2 separate regions of the Sus scrofa genome follow, and region 1 is linked to region 2. The links are chromatin contacts, called in public Hi-C maps. All regions are on one chromosome and are shown on one strand. The core of a region is the stretch at or near the end of the contact, and the rest is flanking DNA. Distances in the headings are between cores, read along the strand shown.

Evidence for each region. Hi-C and Micro-C count contacts between places; a contact is called where the count stands out from the background.
Region 1: a contact with region 2 is called in a Hi-C map of retroperitoneal adipose tissue, with 1.6 times the contacts expected there. The contact joins the promoter of MLKL here to the promoter of ADAT1 in region 2. A contact is called at or near these places in 1 of 47 Hi-C or Micro-C datasets (retroperitoneal adipose tissue) and 1 of 2 datasets of contacts at active chromatin or transcription factors (alveolar macrophages).

Annotation. Positions count from the first base shown.
Region 1 is chr6:12,919,992-12,925,627 of Sscrofa11.1, reverse strand. It overlaps MLKL (mixed lineage kinase domain-like protein), which reads right to left and starts at 1,782. Exons shown (of 11, transcript XR_002344504.1): 1 at 517-1,782.
Region 2 is chr6:12,073,686-12,079,315 of Sscrofa11.1, reverse strand. ADAT1 (tRNA-specific adenosine deaminase 1) reads right to left here and starts at 2,953. Exons shown (of 10, transcript XM_021093768.1): 1 at 2,900-2,953. KARS (lysine--tRNA ligase) reads right to left here. Exons shown (of 14, transcript XM_003126856.3): 14 at 5,567-5,630.

The sequences.
Region 1 (5,636 bases), core at 533-3,032, 850 kb before region 2:
AAAAGTGAAAAATCTTAAAATGGTAGTAACAGTATAAATTCAGAAAGAACTCTAATTTCCTCCTCCTCTCCACAAAAATGGCATCAAGCACTTTTCTGATGACATTTTATACCAGGTTTCTCTCTTTGTGCCTAAAATAGGCACCGGAAAAGTTCATGAATCAGCAATCCGGACCCTCTCTCTTGGCCGTTTCTCCACCTTCAGCCTGGCGTGGAGCGCCGAGGGCGGCTTGGACAATTCTAAGCCGGGTTCCCCAGACCCGTCCACCACGACAGCGCCCGGATGCCAGCTCTCCGCCGCGTCTTTTGTAGAAAGTCATTAGAGACCCAAGTGGGCGGCTTCACCCTCAGAGCGGAGGAGAGAAACCAACTCTGTCCCGAGTTCCAGGAAATGGGACTGGGAGTCACCCCCGCCTCCCGCCCCGCTTCTCCCGGCTCTGCCCGGGAATCCGGCTGCGCCCCTCTGCCCCGCCGCCTCCGGGGACCGCGCGCGTCCCGGGAAGCCCCCCGGACTCACCTTCGTCCTTCCCGAGGGCGTCCCGTGCACGGTTTCCGGGAAGACGCCTCGGCTTCTCAGACGACTGCCTTCCTTCTGGGGGAAGAAGTCTTCGAACCCGAAGCCCCTGGAAAGGGCCGCGTCCCAGCGCCCCCTGCCCTCGGCTGTGGCTGTGGGTGCCGCGCGCCCCGCGCTCCCTCTGGCTGCGTTAGGCTGCTCGGGACGCCGCCGGGGAACTGGCAGGCCTTTCCTTTCCGGGGAAGCCGGGGTTCTGGACTGAGCCCCGCCTCTGCGGGCGGGCCCCCAATCCGCTGGTTCGGCCGCCGCTTCGCGGTCTGGAGCCCGCCCGAGGGCTGGGAAGTCCGACACGCCGCCGCCTCTGCGCTTTCACAAGGCGCTTGCAGCCAACGGGCTCAGGGGGCCTTGGCTCCCTCAAAGCCCTTTCCCGGTGGTTCCTCCTGGTATCCTCCTCCTGCCCTTTTCACACTCCCCTCCTTCCCCAATTCCGTCAGGAACTGTTTACAGCACCCTCCTGGTGCCCGGGCGCTCTCCTTAGGGCTGGGGATTCAGAAAAGAACAAGAGCTCAGGAAAGGATTTTCATCAGGACAAAGTATGGGAAAGATTAGATGAGCAAAGCACTGAGAGCTGGAGAGAAGTTTCTTGTGTCTGCTTCGCTGTATGAAAATATTGGGGGTGGAGGAAGGGAGTGAAGGAAGAGATACACTTAAATGACCTTCCTTCTCGGAGGTCATGGCAGAGATTTGTGTTTTGATGTGTCATGTTTTACAGCCGGTAGCTGTGTCCCCAGCTAGAAAGTACAGAAGGAAGGTCATTCATTTACTCATCAGTCTGCTTCCGCTACAGGATAGAATTGGATTGTATGAGAAGACTTTTTGGATGAAGACCTGGTGGAGGATGTCTGGGGCTGTTGATGTGTTTATTCGAGTTCCCCTGCTCTCGGCCTCCATCTGTTGCATCATCCGTTTTCCTCTTATCTTAGGTCAGGTTCTCTAGAAGCAGAGTCTGAGAAAGAGAATCAGGCGCATGTGATTCACTGAAGGAAGGCTTTCAGGATAGAGTAAGGTAGGGCTGGGGTTGGGGTGGAGGAAGCTCAACAAGGATATGGCATCAGCGGAGACTAGCTTCGGCCAGATTCTGTGGGCAGCTGGAGAGCATGAAGCTCTGGAGCAAGAGGCAGCTTCTGTTTTGCTCTGGATAGATCACCAGTTAGGTGACAAAGAGTCTTAAAAAAAAAATTTTTTTTTTAGGGGCGCACTCTCGGCGTATGGAGATTCCTGGGCTAGGGGTCTAACCGGAGCCACAGCAACGCCAGAGCCGATCCGTGTCTGTGACCTACACCACAGCTCACGGCAATGCCGGATCCTTAACTCACTGAGCGAGGCCAGGGATCGAACCTGCAACCTCATGGTTTCTAGTCAGATTGGTTTCCACTGCGCCATGATGAGAACTCCTTTTTCTTTTTTTTTCTTCTTCTGTCTTTTGTCTTTTTAGGGCCGCAGCTGCGGCATATGGAGGTTCCCAAGCTAGGGGTCTAACAGAGCTACAGCTGCTGGCCTACACCACAGCCGCAGCAACACCAGATCTGAGCTGAGTCTGCAACCTACACCACAGCTCACGGCAATGATGGATCCTTACCCCACTGAGCAGTGCCAGGGATCGAACCCGAGTCCTCATGGATACTAGTAGGGTTTGTTAACCACTGAGCCACGACAGGAACTCCCTAAGAGGGACTTTCATAGCAATAAATACCTATATAAAAAAGAAGAAAGACCTCAAACTACCAAACTTCACATGTTGAGGAACTAGAAAAAGAACTAAGCCAAAAATTAGCAGAAGGAAGGAAATGACAAATATAAAAGCAAAAATAAATGAAATAGAAAATCCAAAAACATAGAAAGGAGTTCCCGTCGTGGCACAGTGGTTAACGAATCCGACTAGGAACCATGAGGTTGTGGGTTCCATTCCTGGCCTTGCTCAGTGGGTTGAGGACACGGCGTTGCCGTGAGCTGTGGTGTAGTTTGCAGACGCGGCTCGGATCCCGCATTGCTGTGGCTCTGGCGTAGGCCGACGGCTACAGCTCTGACTGGACCCCTAGCCTGGGAATCTCCATATGCTGTGGGAGCAGCTCTAGAAAAGGCAAAAAGACAAAAAAAGATAAGCAAACAAATTCTTAGCTAGACTAAGAAAAAAAGGGAGAATATTCAAACGAATGGAATCATAAGTAAAAGACACTACAATTGATGTCACAGAAATAGAAAGGATCAAAAGAGACTGTGATGAACAATTACAAGCCAACAAAATAGAAGAAATTAGATAAATTCCTAGAAACATACAGCCTACCAGGACTAAATCATGAAAAAATAACAAGTTGGTACAGACTTGTAATGGAGATTGAATCAGAAATCAAAAACCTCCCAAAAAAAGAAAAGCCAAGAGCCAGATGGCTTCACTAATCAAATATTTAAAAATAAATTAGGAGTTCCCGTCGTGGCGCAGTGGTTAACGAATCCGACAGGAACCATGAGGTTGTGGGTTCGGTCCCTGCCCTTGCTCAGTGGGTTAACGATCCGGCGTTGCCGTGAGCTGTGGTGTAGCTTGCAGACGCGGCTCGGATCCCCCGTTGCTGTGGCTCTGGCGTAGGCTGGCGGCTACAGCTCCGATTGGACCCCTAGCCTGGGAACCTCCATATGCCGTGGGAGCGGCCCAAGAAATAGCAAAAAGACAAAATAAATAAATAAAATAAATAAAATAAATAAATTAACACTAATCCTTCTCAAACTCTTGCAAAAAACTGAATAGGAAAGAATGATTTGAAGCTCATTTTACAAGTTCAACATTATCCTGATAGCAAAGCAAGACGAAGAGACCAAAAGAAAGAAAGCACAGGCCAATCTTCCTGATGAACACAGATACAACAATCCTCAACAAACTACCAGCAAACCTCATCCAACAACACAGGAAAAGGATCATACACTCTGACCAGGTGGGATTTATTCCTGGGATGCAAGAACACTTCAACATATGAAAATCAATTAATGCGATGCACCACGTTAACACAAAAAGGATAAAAACATATGATCATCTCAGTGGGTGCAGAAAAAGCATGTCACAATATCCAACGCTCTTTAGTGATAAAAACTGTCAACAAATTAGGAATAGAAAGAAATTATCTCAACATAATTAAGGCCAGTTATGACAAGCCCACAGCTAACATCATAGTTAATGGTGAAAAAGAGAACACTCTCCTGCAAGACCAGGAACAATGTAAGGATGTCCACTTCTTTTTGTTTGTTTGTTTGTCTTTTTCCTTTTCTGGGGCTGCACCCACGGCATACGGAGGTTCCCAGGCTAGGGGTCCAATCGGAGCTGTAGCTGCCAGCCTACGCCAGAGCCACAGCAATGAGGGATCCAAGCTGAGTCTGCAGTCTATACCACAGCTCACAACAACGCTGGATCCTTAACCCACTGAGCAAGGCCAGGGATGGAACCTACAACCTCATGGTTCCTAGTCGGATTCATTAACCACTGAGCCACGATGGGGAACTCCGGATGTCCTCTTCTATTCAACACACAATGGAAGTGCTGGTCAGAGCAATTAGCCAAGAAAAAAACATCCAGGAATTCCCTGATGGCTTAGCAGTTAAGGATCCAGTACTGTTGTGGCTCAGGTTGCTTCTGTGATGCAGATTCAACCCCTGGCCTGAGGACTTCTGCAGGCCATGGGGTGTGGCAAAAACAAACACCAAAAAAACCCCTCAAAGTGTTAGAACTAATAAATGAATTCAGTGAAGTTGCAGGATACAAAATCAACATGCAAAAATCAGCTGTGTTTCTATACACTAAAAACAAATAGTCTGAAAAAGAAATTAGGAAAACAATGCCATTTCCAATAGCACCAAAAAGAATAAGATACTTAGGAATAAATCAACAAGGGAGGTAAAAGACTTATACACTGAAAACTCTAAGAACACTGATGAAGGAAATTAAACAAGCTAAAAATAAATGGAAACATATCCAGTGTTCATGTATTGGAAGACTTAATCTTATTAAAATGTATGTACTGGAGTTCCTGTTGTGGCTCAGTGGTTAACGAATCTGACTAGGAACCATGAGGTTGCGGGTTCGATCTCTGGCCTCACTCAGTGGGTTAAGGATCTGGCATTGCTGTGAGCTGTGGTGTAGGTCACAGATGCGGATTGGATCTGGCATGGCTGTGGCACAGGCCAGCAGCTGTAGCTCTGATTCAACCCCTAGCCTGGGAACTTCCATATGCAGCAGGTGTGACCCTAGAAAAGACCAAAAAAAAAAAAAAAAAAAAAAAAGTATGTACTATCCAATGCATTCTACAGATTCAATGCAATCTCTATCAAAATCCCAATGTCATTTTTTATAGGTATAGAAAAACAACTCTAAAATTAATATGGAACCATACTCCTGGGCATCTATCCAGAGAAAACCATGACTTGAAAAGATACAGGTATTCCAATGTTCACTGCAGCACTATATACAATAGCCAAGACATGGGAACAACCTAAATGTTCATCGGCAGAGGAGTGGATCAAGAAGATGTGGTACATATACACCATGGAACATTACTCAGTCATTAAAAGGAACGAAATAACAGCATTTGCAGCAACATGGATGGACCTAGAAATTATGCTAAGTGAAGTCAGTCAGACAATGAGACACCAACATCAAATGCTATCACTTATACATGGAATCTAAAAAAAGGACACAATGAACTTCTTTGCAGAACAGATGCTGACTCACAGACTTTGAAAAACTTATGGTTTCCAAATGAGACAGGTTGGGGGTGTGGGGGGATGCACCGAGGGTCTGGGATGGAAATGCTATAAAATTTGGTTGTGATGATTGTGTACACCTATAAATGTAATAAAAGTCATTAAGTAAAAAAAAAAAATATGGCATCACAAAAGACCATAAACATCCAAATCATTCTTTTTTTTTTTTTATTTTCCCACTGTACAGCAAGGGGGTCAGGTCATCCTTAGATGTATACATTGCAGTTACAGTTTTTTCCCCACCCTTTCTTCTGTTGCGACATGAGTATCTAGACATAGTTCTCAATGCTATTCAGCAGGATCTCCTTATAAATCTA
Region 2 (5,630 bases), core at 1,704-4,203:
TATACTGTTTTCTATTACCTCTCTGCCCCTTTTTCATCTTTAACGAAAAGATCGAAGAAACTACTCAAAAGGAAAGCATAGGAGGGAGAAGGCTCCTTGCTACTCCAATTTTCATTTGGAAACAGCATGGAAAAGGCTGCAGACCTCAACTTGCTTTGGATGGAACCTCACCAAAGTTTATCTTTCTGGGGAGAAAGAGCTTTTCCATCTTTTTTTTTTTTTTTTTCCAGAAAGTTTTTTTCTCTCCTTTCCCCCACAGCAGGTTGGTTCTTTAGCTCTCTCCAGTAACTCTCTACTGGTGCCCCCATCAGGAAAGCAACACTTTAATTTCTCTTACCTATTATGACATAAAGGGGAGAAGTGACAGAGCCTAGAGGCTTCTCACCAGTCAAGTGTTCTCAGAGTGAGGACTTTGGAACGACCCTTTCTGGATTCTAACCCTGTTTTTTTTTTCTACAAATTAACTGTGCAATATTGGGTAGATTACTTAACCTCCTCTGGGTCTGTTTCCTCATGTGCTAAAATAGAGACAGGAGTTTTTGCTGTGGCAGAGAGTAAGAACCTGATTGCAGCAGCTCGGGCTGATGTGGAGGTGCGAGTTTGATCCCCAGTCTGGCACAGTGGGTTAAAGGATCTGGAATTGCTGCAAATGTGCAGGTCAAAGCTTTGACTTGGATTCAATTCTTGGCCTGGGAACTTCCATATGAACAGGTGTGGACATTAAAAAAAAAGAAACAGAGGCAGTAGTATTTAACCCACTGGAGTTATCAAGGGGCTTAAAATTTATAAAAAGCAATTGGTCACAAAATTGTAAATCAACTATACTTTAATAAAAATTTTTAAAAAAGCAATTACAGAGTTCCCATTGTGGCTCAGTGGTAGGGAACCCAACTAGTATCCATGAGGACAAGGGTTCGATCCGGGCCCTGCTCAGTAGTTTAAGGATCGGGCGTTGCCGTGAGCTGTGGTGTAGGTCACAGATGTGTCTCAGATCTGGTGTTGCTGTGGCTGTGGTGTAGGCTGGCAGCTGCAGTTCCGATTTGACCCCTAGCTTGGGAAATTCCATATGCCTTGGCTGTGGCCCTAAGAATACAAACAAACAACAAACAAAAAGAGCAACTGGTACAATGTTGAGCATAATTAATAGCAACTGAGATTTTATTTTTATTTTTGGCTACACCCACAGCATGTAAAGTTCCTGGGCCAGGGGTGGAAGCCGTGCCACAGCAGCGACCCAAGCTGCTGCAATGACAACACCAGATCCTTAACCCCCTCTGCCACAAGGGAACTCTTCAACTGAGATTAATCTTACAAAAAAGAACATTTGATTTTCCTGACTGCTTTGCCTTGAGCTCCTTGAAAGGCAGGGAAAAAGTAATGGACACATAAAACCAGAAAGCAGAGCTGACCTAAAAGAGGTCTAGAATAGTTCGATAGAAACTTTCCCACTCTTGACTCTACTGATGCTCATTCAATGACTTCATTTGGATTCAAATATATGAAAAGATTCTTAGGAGAAAATGAGATCAGATGGCAATGGACAAAGTTAAGTGTTTAAAAAAAAAAAAAAGGCTCTGTTGAGCCATAGTGTATATAGCAGACAAATGATTTATCTACAAGGAGCCCCTTGCTCCTATCCTGTTAAACTAATTAAACAAGGAGGCCATCAGACTGAAGAGACTCTAATGCTGTGGTGGTCTATCTAAGCAAACCAAGATCTAAACAATTTCTTTTCTTGCTTCTGCACTTATGCTACATCAGTTTCTACCTTGGCTCCTGTCTGCAGAGGGCTCCTAACTACTTCCACTTAGCTTGTGCCTGATTGGAAAGGATTTTTGCTCAAATAAACTCATAAAAGTTCTAAAATGCCTCAGTTTATAATTTACCAGTTCGGATGTGCAGGCCTGTTATTTCAATAAATGGTCATGGTAAATCAGACCACAGTGATTTAAAACAAGAATCCGGAAGGCACTGACATAAATTACGACTTTAAAGTCAGAGAACCAGCCTAAGTCTTGTATCTCTCTGAGCAAAAGAAAAGCATGGGCGAGCCCAGAATCCTCCATTTAGAAGGGATTTCTCTCTCATTTCAGGGGCAGAGGGGACATACAAGGCAGTATACTTTATGAAGGCAGATACTCTGGCACCAAACTGAAATTAAACCAGAGGCACGCATCACAAATCATAACAGCCAAAGACAACTTGCTAGAAGAAACGCTGACTCCCTACGATACAGCGGCTCAAAACTGTATCACCACCTTATTCAGAGTTGAGTCTGGAGGAGCGTGCCCAGTAGCGGAAATGAATAAATGTTTTGCTGTACTGCGTCCACTATTCTCTCCTAGAACTTGAATAATTTCTTCATATGAAACAACAGTTTAGTTAGACATGCACTTCTTTGCCCACAAGGCGGCATGTTTTAACAGCGGCAAAAAGTTTAAAAACCCACTTCCTTTTGAAAGAAAATTCAAGTCCGGAAGGCTGTCTGGGGAAAAGGCTTTAGCGAGGTTGGAAGGGACGCCTATTTTCCTTAGCCTCCCCTCCTCAACACCCTCCAGAGGCCCATTCGGCCAGGTATGGGTAACTCCAGGCCCGCGCAGCAGGGACAACGTGCACGCCTGCCCGCTGGAGTTATGCGGTATGCAACCCCCGGGTCACGCGCCCCGCGCTCGTCCGCAGCAGTCGCTGTCGGCGCAGGGATGTCAGCATGAAAGGAGCCGCATTTTCCCACCAGACACGCCGCTGGGTGCGGGGGAAGGTCCGCAACATCCACTTCCCACACAAAAAGGGGTCGAGAAAGTCAGACCTACAGCATCTTCCCCGGGAGCCCCAGGGCCCTCCCTATCCTGTGCGCCCTCGGCCCCACGACCGCAACCGCTCACGGACACCGCCCTCCCACCTCCTCGACACGCGCTCTCGAAGGGAGGAAGAAGACCGCGCGGCGCAGCGGACGTGACGTCACAATGAGGTGGCCCTCCCAAGCCTGTTCCCTGGAGGCACGCAGTGCACGCTGGCCCTTGTAGTCCTCCAGGGGCCGGAGCCAGGGGGCTGCAGGGTGGATCCTTAGAGTCCGTCGATTTGCGTTGCTCTGCGTAGATACAGATGTAATGGGCTCAGGGAGGCTGATTCCCCGGTAAGATAGATTCGTACGGTAGAATGAGGTTGTATGTTGGAACACTAGTTTGAATTTTTGTCTAAAACAGGTCTGTCCAGTAGAAATATAATTCGAGCCAGATATGTAATTTAAAATGTTCTAGGCGCTATATTTTAAAAAGTCAAAAGAAAAGGTGAAATTAATTTTAACCATATATTTTAACCCAGGTTATCCAACATATTTCAACGAGTAATCAATATTTAATAAAAATGTTCACTTATTTTACATTTTTTTACACTAACTTAAGAAAACTGGTGTGTATTTTATATCTCAGTTCTGACCAGCCACATTTCAAATGCTCAATAGCTACGTATGGCCGTTGGGTACTGTAGTGGACAGTGCTAGTCTAAAACCTTCGGTTTGCCAAAAATAGGTAGTATAGCTGTTTGGACATTTCAGAAGTCTGTATCATTCAGCAGTTTTTTTTGTTGTTGTTGTTTTTGTTTTTAACTCAGTTCCTAATGATGAGAGAGTTCTCTCAAATGCTAGAGGAGTGCAACTTAATTGACCCCATCCTTCTCCCTAGATCACAGGAAAAGGGCCACAGGCTTCCTCCAAGGATAAGGACCTTGCTCTTCCTCTCTCTCCTACAAGTCTAGAACTTGGGACCATACTTGTTTTTGTTCACCCCCATACAGCAGTTAGCAAATTGTGAGCCTTCAGCTGTTTAAGGGGGTATTTGTCATTTTTCTTGCCAAATGCCACAGATGTCTACAGCTGCTTCATTTCTTCTCTATCTCTGGCATTCTTGAGGCCAGACAGCTGGCTCTGCTCTAGTCTACTACTAAACAGCTTTTTTTTTTTTTTGTCTTTTTAGGATTGCACCCTTGGCATATGGAAATTTCCCAGTCTAGGGGTCAAATTGGAGCTGTAGCCACCGGCCTACGCCAAAGCCACGGCAACACAGGATCTGAGCCACTCGGTGAACTACACCACGGCTCATGGCAATGCCAGATCCTTAACCACTGAGCGAGGCCAGGGATGGAACCCACGTCCTCATGGATACTAGTTGCACTCTTTAACTGATGAGCCACGACGGGAACTCCCTAAACAGCTCCTCATTAATCCTTGTTGCCTTTCCAGTGGTCCACATTGATGGTACAGTGTTGCCAGAAGTCCAGTCCCTTATCTTGACCCCACACCCCTCCTTTGGTGAGATGATTGTTTTTTTTTTTTAGTTAACAGCACCTCGCTGAAGGATGTGCCATAGAAGTGTTTCTTCTGAGATACCACCTCGTCATGTAACCACCACTACCAAGTGCTTCTGGAGTCTGTGCTTTAACACCAGCAAAGATTGAGATGCTCAGCATGCTCTGAAGTTGTTCCCTGTTAGTAGTTTGGTGTGCTTAGATCATTTTACCAACCGCAGAAGTAGACACCTGCTCTGTGAAAGTACACAAAGATGCTCCCAGAGGTTTTGCTGAGATGCCAAAGACAAGTCTTTTGTTGTCAGACTCATTGGGGAAGAGTTACCCCAGCTGCCTCCCTGTGTTACGGGCTCTGTTTTACCAGCAGGCCCTAGTCACATGCTTAGGGCAGCTGAACTGAGCAGAAAGTGAAAACCTTCCCCACTCTTCCCCACCCACTGTCTAACAGGCATATCACAAAACCATTCACTTTTCTCAAACCTGCACTGTTTTTCCATTTCAAGTCAGTGACGACTCTACTTTCTAGTTGGTCAGGCCCCAAACCGTGAAATCATTTTGATTCCTTTTCCTAAAACCCACATTCCAGCAGCATTCTGCTGACCTCAAGAAGACAAAGTCCACCGATGCATAAGCATCTCCATCACTTACCGCTACCTCCCAAGGCTAATCCATCATCTCACCTCAGCCCACAGCTGCATGTCTCCCTTTGTCTTGCCTTCCACATGCTAACTAGGACAGTAGTGCTCAAAACCCTCCGATGGCTTCGCCTCTCACCCCTAAATCTGGCACCTCACTGATCTTATTCCTCTTTGGCCATACCAGACCCCTTTGCTGTTCCCCAAAAGTGCAGCCCTTTAGTCTGGATCATGCTGTGCCACTTAGATCTTTCCGGTCTCCGCTAGAAGAGGTCTTCCGTGATCGCGTAAGGAGCACTGCCCCCATCCACCTCTTTATAAAATAGCGCCTGTCCCCTCTCCCTGCCTTATTTTTCTTCTTAGTATGCATCACTACCAGAAATAAGGATTTACTTGTTTCTTGTTTAGTAGCTTTTCACACCCAGCCCCTACCCCTAAAGAAAATATAAATTCCATGAAAGCAGGAACTTGGCTTTTGTTCCCTGCTGTGCCTCCCAGCTCCTTAGAATAATGGCTGGACATTATATAAATCTGGTGAATGAATAAAGTGCTATAATCCTAAACCTTCATTAGCCAGCTGTCCTGGCAATAAGGTGACATTCCAAAGGTAAAGAGTGATGAGACAGGGGTAGAGACAAATGGTTTATTTGGTAACAAGGAGTAAAAAGGAATTCTTAATTCCTCTTCCCTCTT